Linked DNA regions of Zea mays: region 1 is linked to region 2. The links are chromatin contacts, called in public Hi-C maps. All regions are on one chromosome and are shown on one strand. The core of a region is the stretch at or near the end of the contact, and the rest is flanking DNA. Distances in the headings are between cores, read along the strand shown.

What was found. A called contact is a pair of places that touch in the nucleus more often than the background predicts.
Region 1: a contact with region 2 is called in a Hi-C map of tassel, with 3 times the contacts expected there. The contact joins the enhancer-like site here to the promoter of LOC100275431 in region 2. A contact is called at or near these places in 2 of 25 Hi-C or Micro-C datasets (ear and tassel).

What each region holds. Positions count from the first base shown.
Region 1 is chr1:201,431,391-201,436,562 of Zm-B73-REFERENCE-NAM-5.0, forward strand. It overlaps LOC109943490 (a long non-coding RNA gene), which reads right to left. Exons shown (of 6, transcript XR_004855452.1): 4 at 4,298-5,172; 5 at 3,771-3,929; 6 at 2,459-3,317. Among protein-coding and RNA genes, the nearest start is that of LOC109943490, 7.4 kb to the right of the region's middle. Within about 2 kb of position 2,756, at least 13 of the 20 cell types and tissues checked have an H3K27ac peak or open chromatin away from gene starts, as enhancers often do. A contact at or near this core is called in ear and tassel, where this site is marked.
Region 2 is chr1:200,749,480-200,755,106 of Zm-B73-REFERENCE-NAM-5.0, forward strand. LOC100275431 reads right to left here and starts at 3,480. Exons shown (of 5, transcript NM_001149505.2): 1 at 3,117-3,480; 2 at 1,589-2,581; 3 at 1,063-1,338; 4 at 779-870. The coding sequence starts at 2,554.

The sequences.
Region 1 (5,172 bases), core at 1,506-4,005, 680 kb after region 2:
AGCAACCATCTCTCATCTCATGATAGTGCAGGCGGGTGTGTGTGCGGGAAAGCGGCACACACACGAAAAGCATGGGATGCAGGTGTGTGTGGTGCGGGAAAGTGGCACACACACGGAATAAGGTGGTTGCGATGCCCAGCGAGATGGCGCGGCTGCCAGGGGCCCGTGGCAGCCCAAAAACTAGGCCTATCTTCAACAACACATCCACCGACCATCCTAATAACCATGAAATAACCTAGTTATGAGTGGGCAAAAAACCCACGTTTAGCTCAGCGGGGGCACAACTCCCACTCAAATTGGCAGTTGGAAACTAAGACTCCGCTTGTCTTGTCTTAAAACTTCTAATCCTTTACTAATCGAACACTGATATATGTGAACGTGAGTATCAGACAAATATCGACGCGATTAGAACGCACAAGCACATCGAGAAGATATATATATATCTCTACTATATTTAAGTAGGCGGAAGAATTCCACCGTGCGTCGTCTCCGCCCGTGATTGCTATGTCTGATGCCATGTGTGTCCCACGCCTAGCTGTCAGCGCAGCAGAATTGATCGTGGTACGAAGCTAGGCCCACTGCTAGATTTTTTTTGTGGTTGACTACATGCTCCCCTTTTAGAGTGTTCTCTGGAGCCCTCTATTATATTGGGATGATGACCGTCTTTCATATACCAAATCCTTAGTTTTTGTCCAGAGTTCGCCAGGAAATAATATTTCATCTTCAACATAAGTTTTAAGTCGTATTCTACTCGCAAAAGAGATAATTTATGTACATGAGTTAGCTTTACAAATACATACATGTGCAGAACAATATATGTAATTTCAAAAATAACAACCGGCCGGCGCCTAGCTGCGTCCGCTGCCCTGTGGGCCCAGCGCCAGCCCGGCCGCCCGCCCCCACAGCGCACTCTCCACATCAGGGCGCAAAATATATTGCACAACTGAAATTCGAACACACGACTCCCCGTTCCGAACATCTAGCGCCTACCTTCGGATTACACATTCCTTTGAACTTAATAGGGATAAATAATTTAAATATGCATATAATAATATTTAGAAACCGGAGTCCGTACCAAATTGCCTTAGTGTGTATATATATAGCGAGCCATCGTCCCGGCCGTCGTGACGTACGTACCTGCAGCAGAGGTAGATAGATAGTTTCGATCTGTTAATTAGCTTCTATAGTCCGCTGGTGATATGGAGCTCGCCGGCGTCGGCGGCCTCGAGGACGAGGACTGGTACGATGTGGGCACGACGACGGCGCCGGCCGCGACGAAGCCGCCGCCGCTCACCCACGACGACAACCGCGGCTTCCTCCGGATGCTTCGCGAGAAGAAAGAGAGGTGATATATTGCGCCAACAGATGAACTATAGTAACATGCATGCTGCATGCATCGATCAATCTGTTATTATCATATTATTCTAGATATGAGTTGCAAAGTCCGGCCCTGATGAACTGGCTGGCATGGTCGGAGCGCAGGCTGGGCGTGGAGGCGCACAAGGTGGAGGTGCGGTTCGAGAGGCTCGCCGTGGAGGCGGACGTCCGCGTCGGCAGCCGCGCCGTCCCGACGCTGCTCAACTCCGCCGTCAACGCCGCCCAGGTAATAACGACACGACGGACCCCGCCGCCGTCGTCGTCGTCGTGTTTCATCTACGTACGCCGCCGCAGCCGCGATGCACTAGTAGTAGCTGTTCCGTTCGTCGCATTGATTCCTTCCTTGGTTTTCTTTGTGGCTTTGTCTCTCCTCCTTCCTCCTATGGATGGTGCATGCATATAGCATTAGCATTGCTGCTGCAAGCTGCAAGGAGTTTTCTTTTTTCTTTTTTTCCCGAAAAGATCGACTTCTATCTGCCTATTTTTTACATATATGATTTCGTATAATTTCGTTCGTCGGAAAGATAGAAATTAAAAGGGCTGTGGATTTGGTGAGACACGTCGAATGGATTGTCCTCCCATCCTAAACACCTTTGCTCTGATCCGTTTTCCGTTGAGGTGCTTGCGAACGATCCAAGCTGCAGCAACAGGTGCACGCAATAAATACGTCCGTCCGTCCGTGTAGCGTTTTTAGGTTACACCGGAGCTCCGTGCAAGGAGAAACGTGTATCGATCTCGCTAGCAGCCGCGCTTGTACACCGGTTAAACTTTTTAAAACTGGCTAGATTTGATAATATCAATATTTATAGTTCGAAACATGTTTGTTTTTAAAAAAACATATTCCATTATAGATTAATCTACTTATTACGCATCCTAATATCAGTATATTAGAAAAGTTTAACCACTCTAAAAGTCAGATATATGTTCTTTCCAAATAAACAGAGGAAGTAGTTAGCAGAGCATGGTTGGTTCCATCTACTACTGTCGATAAAAAAAAGATCAAATTCTGCAAGTTTGAAACAACAAATACTAGTACGACGTACGTTGGACCATATTAAAACAACACTTGCATCATTCAGAGTTATGGCACTATGCATGGATCTTATAGTATTTCCTGAGATTTAGGACGTTGAAAGAAGCAATTAGAGTAATGTATAGTGGATTGCTGGCGGATCTTTGTAGTTAGCTTTCTATTATTAATTTATGATCAACTTGTGACTAAACTGGCTATAGCAGTATAGCCTGCTTTTCTTCTCTCTCTCCTCAGTCTTGCCAAGCTTCGAGTTCCTCATTTACTCGTGGTAGGAAGCAGCGCAGACCATGACGTTGACGAGACCGCCTTTAATGTGGGCCTGTCCGATCCCCCAGCCTGCCGCATCATCAGTAGTGCTTCTTGGCGTCCCCCTGCGCGCTGGGAGTGAACCAAGAGAACCCAACACGTCTGCTAGATTCCTCATGATTAATGAGGCTCATCTTGTGCCCAAATAGATAGTGGGACATTGATGCATCAGCAGGTTCTATGCTGTAAGAAAAACATAAATAAAAATTACAAAATCACGACTGTAAGCGGGTTTGTAAATCTGCAGACAACCTTAGGCCAGTTCGAATTGAACACATGGAGTTCAGTCCAGAATCGAAAGGATACCGCGCCTCGTTACGGTTACGCTGCTGCGTGCTTTAGCGAGAGCTAAAATACAAGTGTATGGCATGCATGTGTTTGTTTTACAATGCAAAGTTGGTAGGTCATATTCGGGGAAAAAGAGAGAGAGAGAGAGAGAGATTTCTGATGATGAGTTTATTTTGCTTTCAGGAATTAGCGACGTCTGTCCATATGTGTGTTACCAGGAAAAGACCTATGAGAATCATAAACGAAGTAAGCGGGGTCATCCGGCCGTCAAGGTACATGTCTCCTCATGCGCACAGACTTGGATCCCAGCATCCTGTTGTATGTCAAACATAAGCGCTTGATCAGATTTAGCGGAAAAGTTAATAAAAATGCATGCGTATGAATTTTATAGTCTGTTATTAGCCAACAGTTTGACTTAGGATAAACTTAGGTCCCTCATATTTCAGGACGAAGGGAGTAATTCGTTAAGATATATACTGAATTTTATATCCCATTCTGTCAGGATGACGCTCCTTCTGGGAGCGCCTGGATCAGGCAAGACGACTCTTCTAAAAGCGTTGGCAGGAAAACTGGATTCTTCTTTGAAGGTACACTGAGTTGCTTTCATGCTAACCAAAGTATTTGTCAACATAAAAAGAGGCAAAAAAAAACAGACAATACTGTGAAGCATCAACTAACATAAATATATGTTGCCAATGACTGTGAACAGTTCAAGGGAAAAGTCATGTACAATGGAGAAGAAATGAATCACTCAACACCGCAGTACCTGCGTGCTTATGTTAGCCAGTATGATCTCCATCATGCTGAGATGACAGTGAGGGAGACAATCAACTTCTCTTCTAAGATGTTCGGAACCAATAACGAATTCGGTAAGACATACTCTTGCATATAGTGAGCTTTCCATTTTGAAGGTCATTGGAATGTGCTGCAATTTATGACAAGGCAAACACGTTAAAACTCAAGAAGAAAGTATCTACATGATACTCCAGATAAATCAAATTTTCCATGGCAACTATACTGACACAAATTTCCTGTTTGTACGGAATGACAAATCCAGAGATGCTAGGAGAAGCAATAAGAAGAAAAAAGGGTGTCATCAATAAAGTGGACCAAGATCTTGATTCGTTCATTAAGGTAGCTCTTCTTTACTAAGATTTTTGAAAGACCGGATTATGTTTTGTTTGGTTACTCAAATAGCTCGTCTCTCAGGCCACCACCTTTGGAGAAGGAAGCAACCTCACAACAAACTACATTATCAAGGTAATTTAGTTACTTGTTTGATTTGCTGTATACCTTGATGATACAATAGTAACAGTTGATTGTATGCAGATACTTGGCCTGTCTGAGTGTGCTGATACCCTAGTAGGAGACGAGATGAGGAGAGGAATATCTGGAGGGCAAAAGAAAAGAGCCACAATTGGTAAGCATTCCTATCATGGCTGATTGTAAAATACATAGCTATAGGATTTATTTAGCTGCCACTGGAAGCACACACTTCAATCTGAAACAAAGCCACATTAACTGACATTCCACCACCTCAAGAACGCAAAAGGTTCTTACCAGGGCAGGAATCTTCATGATAACGAATAATGAGTAGCTCTAAAATTGAATGCTTAACTAACCAGAATATTAGAATAAGGAACAGAGTAAAGATATAGTTAACTGGAACCTAACCTAAGTTGGCATACATTAACGTGATGTTGTTTAATGCAGGGGAGATGCTGGTTGGTCTAGCAAGGTGCTTCTTTATGGATGATATATCAACAGGTCTAGATAGCTCCACGACATTTGAGATCATGAAGTTTCTCCAACAGATGGCCCATTTGATGGATCTCACAATGGTTATTTCCTTGCTGCAACCACCTCCTGAGACATTGGAATTATTTGACGACATTATACTTTTATGTGAGGGGCAAATTGTGTATCATGGTCCTCGAGAAAATGCTACGGACTTCTTTGAAAGTATGGGATTCAAATGCCCTGACAGAAAGAATGTAGCCGATTTCCTTCAAGAGGTAATAAACCATCAAATGAGCCTAACTGCCTAGAATTTTCTTTCGTCTTAATATAATGATATGTTGCGTGTTTGAGAAAAAAAGAAATAGCTAAACATAACAGTGATGCCTAGAAGGAATAGCTAAACATAACAGTGTTTGAGGATAAGTTTC
Region 2 (5,627 bases), core at 2,230-4,729:
TGTTTTTTTTTTTCCTTAACGAGTTTCATACTGTTGTTAGTACACAATAGGACGATAGTGCAGTGGCAAGTACAGATAGGATCACTTCCTGCCTGGCAACATTTCGACAAGACCTGGCTGGCCATCCATGCCCTAGCATGAGCTACAGGGTACAGCAGTAGAAGTGTTCATACTGTCGGTAGAGCAAAGCAAGACAATGGCAATGTGAAGTCTGAACTCTAAGCATGTGCAAACATAATGGCAAGTCCATGCCGGGTCAAAGGGAGACGAAACAAAGATAGGAGTAGGTGGGTAGCATCATTGAGTCATGCATGACAGCTAGAGTGATGACATTGGAAATGTCATGCCACCGGATTATTATAAAAAAAATGTTAAGAGCCATGTGGGACTTCAAAATAGACAACAAAAGATGAAAAGGACCAACCACTATCCGAAATGTTGGCTATTAGAAGCCATTTGAAGCATGGATATACGATTGTCATAGACTTGGATTGACATGCTCAAAATTGGATGGTTAGATGAAAACCTCTCAATAGCATCTTTATGACCAAATGTTCAACAGTGGCCAATTTGCCATGATTATGATTAATAACCTGGTGCAATTTCATACCAAATTTTACAATACTGACATGTTTTGTTCATTTTTTATCAACTGTAGAGCGCATCTATCGACTGGAGAGTGTTGAAACGGTAGCAGTTTCGGATGCCTTAAAGGCTTAAACTACAGATAAATCTGTAGTGGCAAGACAATACAGGTAATGTGCTTGGAAAAAATTACCTTAAACATCGAACGATGCTCTCTGCCGCAGAAGCTTCTTGCATGGCTTCAACAGCAGCCATTTGTGCTGCATCCCTGTACTTCAGAAGCTCCTATGACAACAGACATCTCATTAAGCTTAAACACCAAATGAATAACCGGAAGCATTCCCCTACCATGTGGTGAAATGATATACTATCGTCCCCTTCTTTTTTTTCTAAAATAATTATCACAGCCATTATTTTCTTTGGTAATGTATATGCGTAGAACGTCAACAGCAACACAGGGGCTCAGCTGGCAAATACCTTCCCTAGTTTAACGAGTGATGGAGGAAGCGTTGTCCACGAAGCGCTAGCATCTGTCAGTTTCCTGTTACTTGCAGCAACCTTCACTAGATTAGTGACATTCGGGTTATTTAAAACCCCTGATGTCCTCCTTATAGGAGAAGAAAGCTTGTTGTTCACAACTTTGTCGGAATCGTCTGCAGGAGCACTCGCTGAGCTCTTCCTGGGTGGAGTCAGAATCTTACTGTCATCCTTATTCGATGGTTTCTCTTCTGCTAATGATTTTCGTCTGGGAGTCTGAACATGGGAGAATCAACAAAGGTTATTTACTAAACATGCTGCATGGACATAAGACATTAATAGGGGCACTGATGAGTTGAAGCAATACTACAGTCTACATGTTCCTAACAAGAGACACATATGGTCAGGTTCTTGATCATATATTGATGAAAACGTTCAGAATTGATGTTGTTGATCCTACATTGATGAAAACTTCACAAGTATTATATACCCATGCTGTATATGACATGGCATTGTTGACACTTACCGAAGAGCTTCGATTTTCAGACTTCTTTTCAGCTTTGGCAGGCTTTGAATCCGAATTGCCTTTGTCCTTTGCATCTGCTTTCCCTTCCCAGCTTCTTCTCAAGGCCTTGGGCCCAGATTCGAAGCTCAACAAGGTGTTACTAATGGAGTTACCCAGGGAGGACTTCCTCCCTGCCGTAGTGGCCTTCAACACAGACGCAGCCTTTTCTAGCAAGGACAGCCTTGACGGCGGCGATTTCTCTGCTCCTTTGGTTCTCACTCTCTGTTTCATGTCACTCGAGAATTTATCGAACGACGCAGGCAGAGAATGGGCGCTGGTCGGGGAAGACGGCGTCGACCTAGCGCTGGTTGATTTTGCCTTCGAGCTAACCACGTCCTTCTTGTCCGAGAGGAGGCCATTGAGCGCCTGTTTCGAGAGGTTGGAGTTCGACTTGGTGAGCTGGGGCTTCTTGCTCTCTGTGCCGTTGCTCTTGGGAGGAGCATTGATCTTCTCTAACCTGCCCTGCTCTTTCTCTAGCGACAGGGCACCGGCATCCTTGGAACTACCATTGGTGGAGGAGGCTTGGGCGGCCTTGCCGCTGCCAAGAAGAAAAGTGGAGGAGCTGGTCACCACAAGATCCTCCGGGCTGCCGACGCAGGCATGGCGGCCCGGGACCGGCCTGACCCCCCTGAGGATCGGCACCGGGGTGGCTGCCTCGAGACGGTCGACATGGACGAACTGCCCCAGCTGGATGACGTCGCTGAGGATGAGGTCGTGCTGCTCGTCCGGCAGCGACACGTAGGTGGCGTGCGACGAGTCGGACACCTTGAGGTAGAACCCCTGGTTGGTGAACAGGTCGCTCCCGGCGAGCGCGGGCACGATGCTGACGACCTGGAGCAGCGACGACCGGTGCTCGCCCGCGACCTTGACGTCGCTGTTCATGTGCTGCAGGAGCTTGAGGAGGACCCCGGGTACCAGCGACGCCATCGCTGCAGCTCCTAGCGCCGCATTTACCTGCGCAGTGTTGAGCCCTGGTTCAGTAACCCCACTCCAATATGTAGGCTAAGCAGTGGAGCCTTCTGAGAGAACAATGATGTTGTCGGTAGCCATGGCAAAAGCGGATCACTCCAAGCTACCTAATGCAAATAAAGGCTGCGCGCGCGCGGCTTTACAACCAGAGCAGCAAATCCAGATGAGCATGTCGGTAGCCTTGGCGAGCGAAATGAGCAACAAGTTCAGGTAGATCAAAACAGATTTCACCCTTTTTTTTCCCATGCTAATTAACAAGAAAGCAAACAATCTTGTGAAGCCAACAGCAAAGGCAGAGCACAGTGCCGTAAGGAGGAGGAGGTGAACTAGTAAAGAGGTGTACTAGAAACGGTGGCTACAATGAGTAAGGACGGCGTTGTTCGTCGCAAGGGCATTCAATTGGGTCCGGAAAGGGATACGGGTACTAGCGCATGGCCGCCAGTCTCGACTCTAGAGACGAGAAGGTGATGGGAGTCGAGACGAGAAGACGATGGGTAAGGAGGAGGAGAAGCAAACACACCTCGTGATGGACTGCCGAATCCCGCAAGGCCCGATCCCTTCCTCCGGCCTCACTTCGGTCTGCTCTTCTTCAGTCTCTTCTTCGTCCTCCTCTCAACGCTCGCCCTGAGTCGGCGGCTGCTGCAGGCGTGCGGCCTACGATCTTTGAAAAGCGCGGAAGGCTTTCCGCTTCCTGCTCAGGGAGAAGAAGGAGAGGGGGAGGGTCTCTCCTGCTGGCCTTGTCGCATCCAGGACAGGAATCCCCGCCGGTTGGCTGCAGGAGGCGGTGACGACTGACGAGATGAACCAACCAGGAGGCGACGGTGTCCTCCTCTCCTGGACCCTGGTGCGTGCGCGCTGGGAGCCTGGGAGGCGTGGTGCTTCTCTCTCCTCTCCTCTGCGCGTGCTCGCTGTCTCTCTCTAAAAAGCAGAGGAGGGTCGCACGCGAGGCAGGGCAGGCTGCTCCTGCGCCGGCGAGGACAGATGGCAACTGTGCTGTGGAAAAGCTGCGTGGAAAGGAGCCAAGGAGGTGCGGGCCCCGCCGACCCAGTGTCCGCGGGCGGCCTTGTGTTGCGGTGAGGCGTCGCTTTCGACGGAGGAGGGTAGTAAACTGGAGTGGAGTTCCAAGTATGGGCAGGTCAGTCGAGGAAGCCCCAAAACCTTCTTTATTATTATTTTATTATAAATTCAGTTGCAAAAGAGTTTCAAGTTACAGTTACCTAGGCTGTTGTAGAGATTTTATTCTAGTTTCGTTTTATTAAAGCTAGTTTGGAAACCCTAATTTTTTTAAAAAAATTATTTACTAAGAAAAATATAAATGAAAATCACTTGGTAAAATGAGATTTCCAAACTAGACCTTAAATGCCTTTCTATTATAAGTATAATGGCATACCAATGATTTCATAAAAAGAAAGATAAATACAGTTTTATGTCAGGTAAGAGTAGAGATGGCCAAACGGGCCGTCCGGCCCGGCTCGGGCACGGTGAAGCCCGACCCGTTTTAGGCCCGGTCCGCCAGACACGGTTAGAAAACCGGGTCGGGCCGTCTAAGCACGCGGGCTCAATTTCCTGTCCAAGCCCGGGCCGCAGCGGGCCTAAACGGGCACGAAAAAATGGGCCGAAAAGCGGGCTAAGCGGGCCGGTAAGCACGTTTTAGTGTAAAAAAGCGGGTTTAACGGGCTTAGAGGTAAACATGTCGTACCGGGCTAGCCCACCGTGCCTAGTTTCCTGTCCGAGCCTGGTCCGCTTATTCGTGCCGGGCCGGCCCGGGCCCGCATAGAATCGGGCCGTGTCGGGCTCAGACCGGGCCCAAACAGCGGGCTTCGTGCCGGGCTCGCGGATCTCGTGCTTATTGGGCATCTATAGGTAAGTGTGTTTTATTTAGATTATCCTACACGGTTTTATAGACAAAAACTGATATAATATTTTTAAAAATACTGCAATAAAATTCTGCTCCGTGAACAGCCTATGACCACTGTATCATCTTTTTAGAGTGAATTTCATTCGCACAATACTCTACAAAGCTATATTTACCTCGTCAAGTCAGTAAATTTGCTAACTTGTCACCATATTAAAAAATACTCGCTCCATCCTAAAAAAAATATGATGCGTATTTTTTTGGCACTCCAAATTTTTAAATATGATGCATATTTGGTCAATGAGGAATAACTCCCCAGGAATTCGTAAATTTTTACAGAATGTGGGGAGAAGTTTCCCAATTTTTATGGAATTTCTATAGAGAACTGCATATTTCTTTTTATAAGAACTTTGAACATTTATTTTTTTAAAACGTGCCTTTAATAAATATAAAATGAACATCATGTCAAATTACTTTTGAATACAAATCCAAATATATAACATGGATACACCAAAAATATGTGTTTTGGCCTGAATTATTAGCCAAAAAATTTATATACACTATGTTTTTTATATTAGAGAGAGAAGGACGGAAATTTTCCATTGTATATATAAAATAATTTGTGTATACAATGTATACTAAATAGTACTAAGTTAAAGATGTACCCTGTTTTAACAATAAACTTATTTAAAGGTGCTAAATAAATCTACACTCCCTTATTAGTTGTAGTGTTCGGACTCTTTTAGATTTACAGCAAAAGTTATGCATATAAATAGTGTATATCGAGATGCATAGCGAAAAGATAGATAGCTTGAAAAGCTAGAAGAACTTATAATTTGGAACTAAGAGAGTACTAAAACACTAAATATTTAAATAGTATCAGTAGACATATTGTTATAAAATATTTAGTACAGACATAAATATTTATATACTTTTTAATATAGTTTGATTTCCTTAAATAGTCTGGTTAAAGCTAAATACTATAATTATTATTTTTTAGCCAGAACATGGTGATAGGCAAAGCTTTAACGAGCTTCACCACCTCTTTTTTTTTTTGAAGTTAATGTAGGGAGGACCTACAGTTCACCACCTCTTTCTAACAATAACAAAATCATCTAAAACCTTGCCTCCTTGAACATGGACCGGAATCACTGCAAGACTGATCTGGTCAACTCC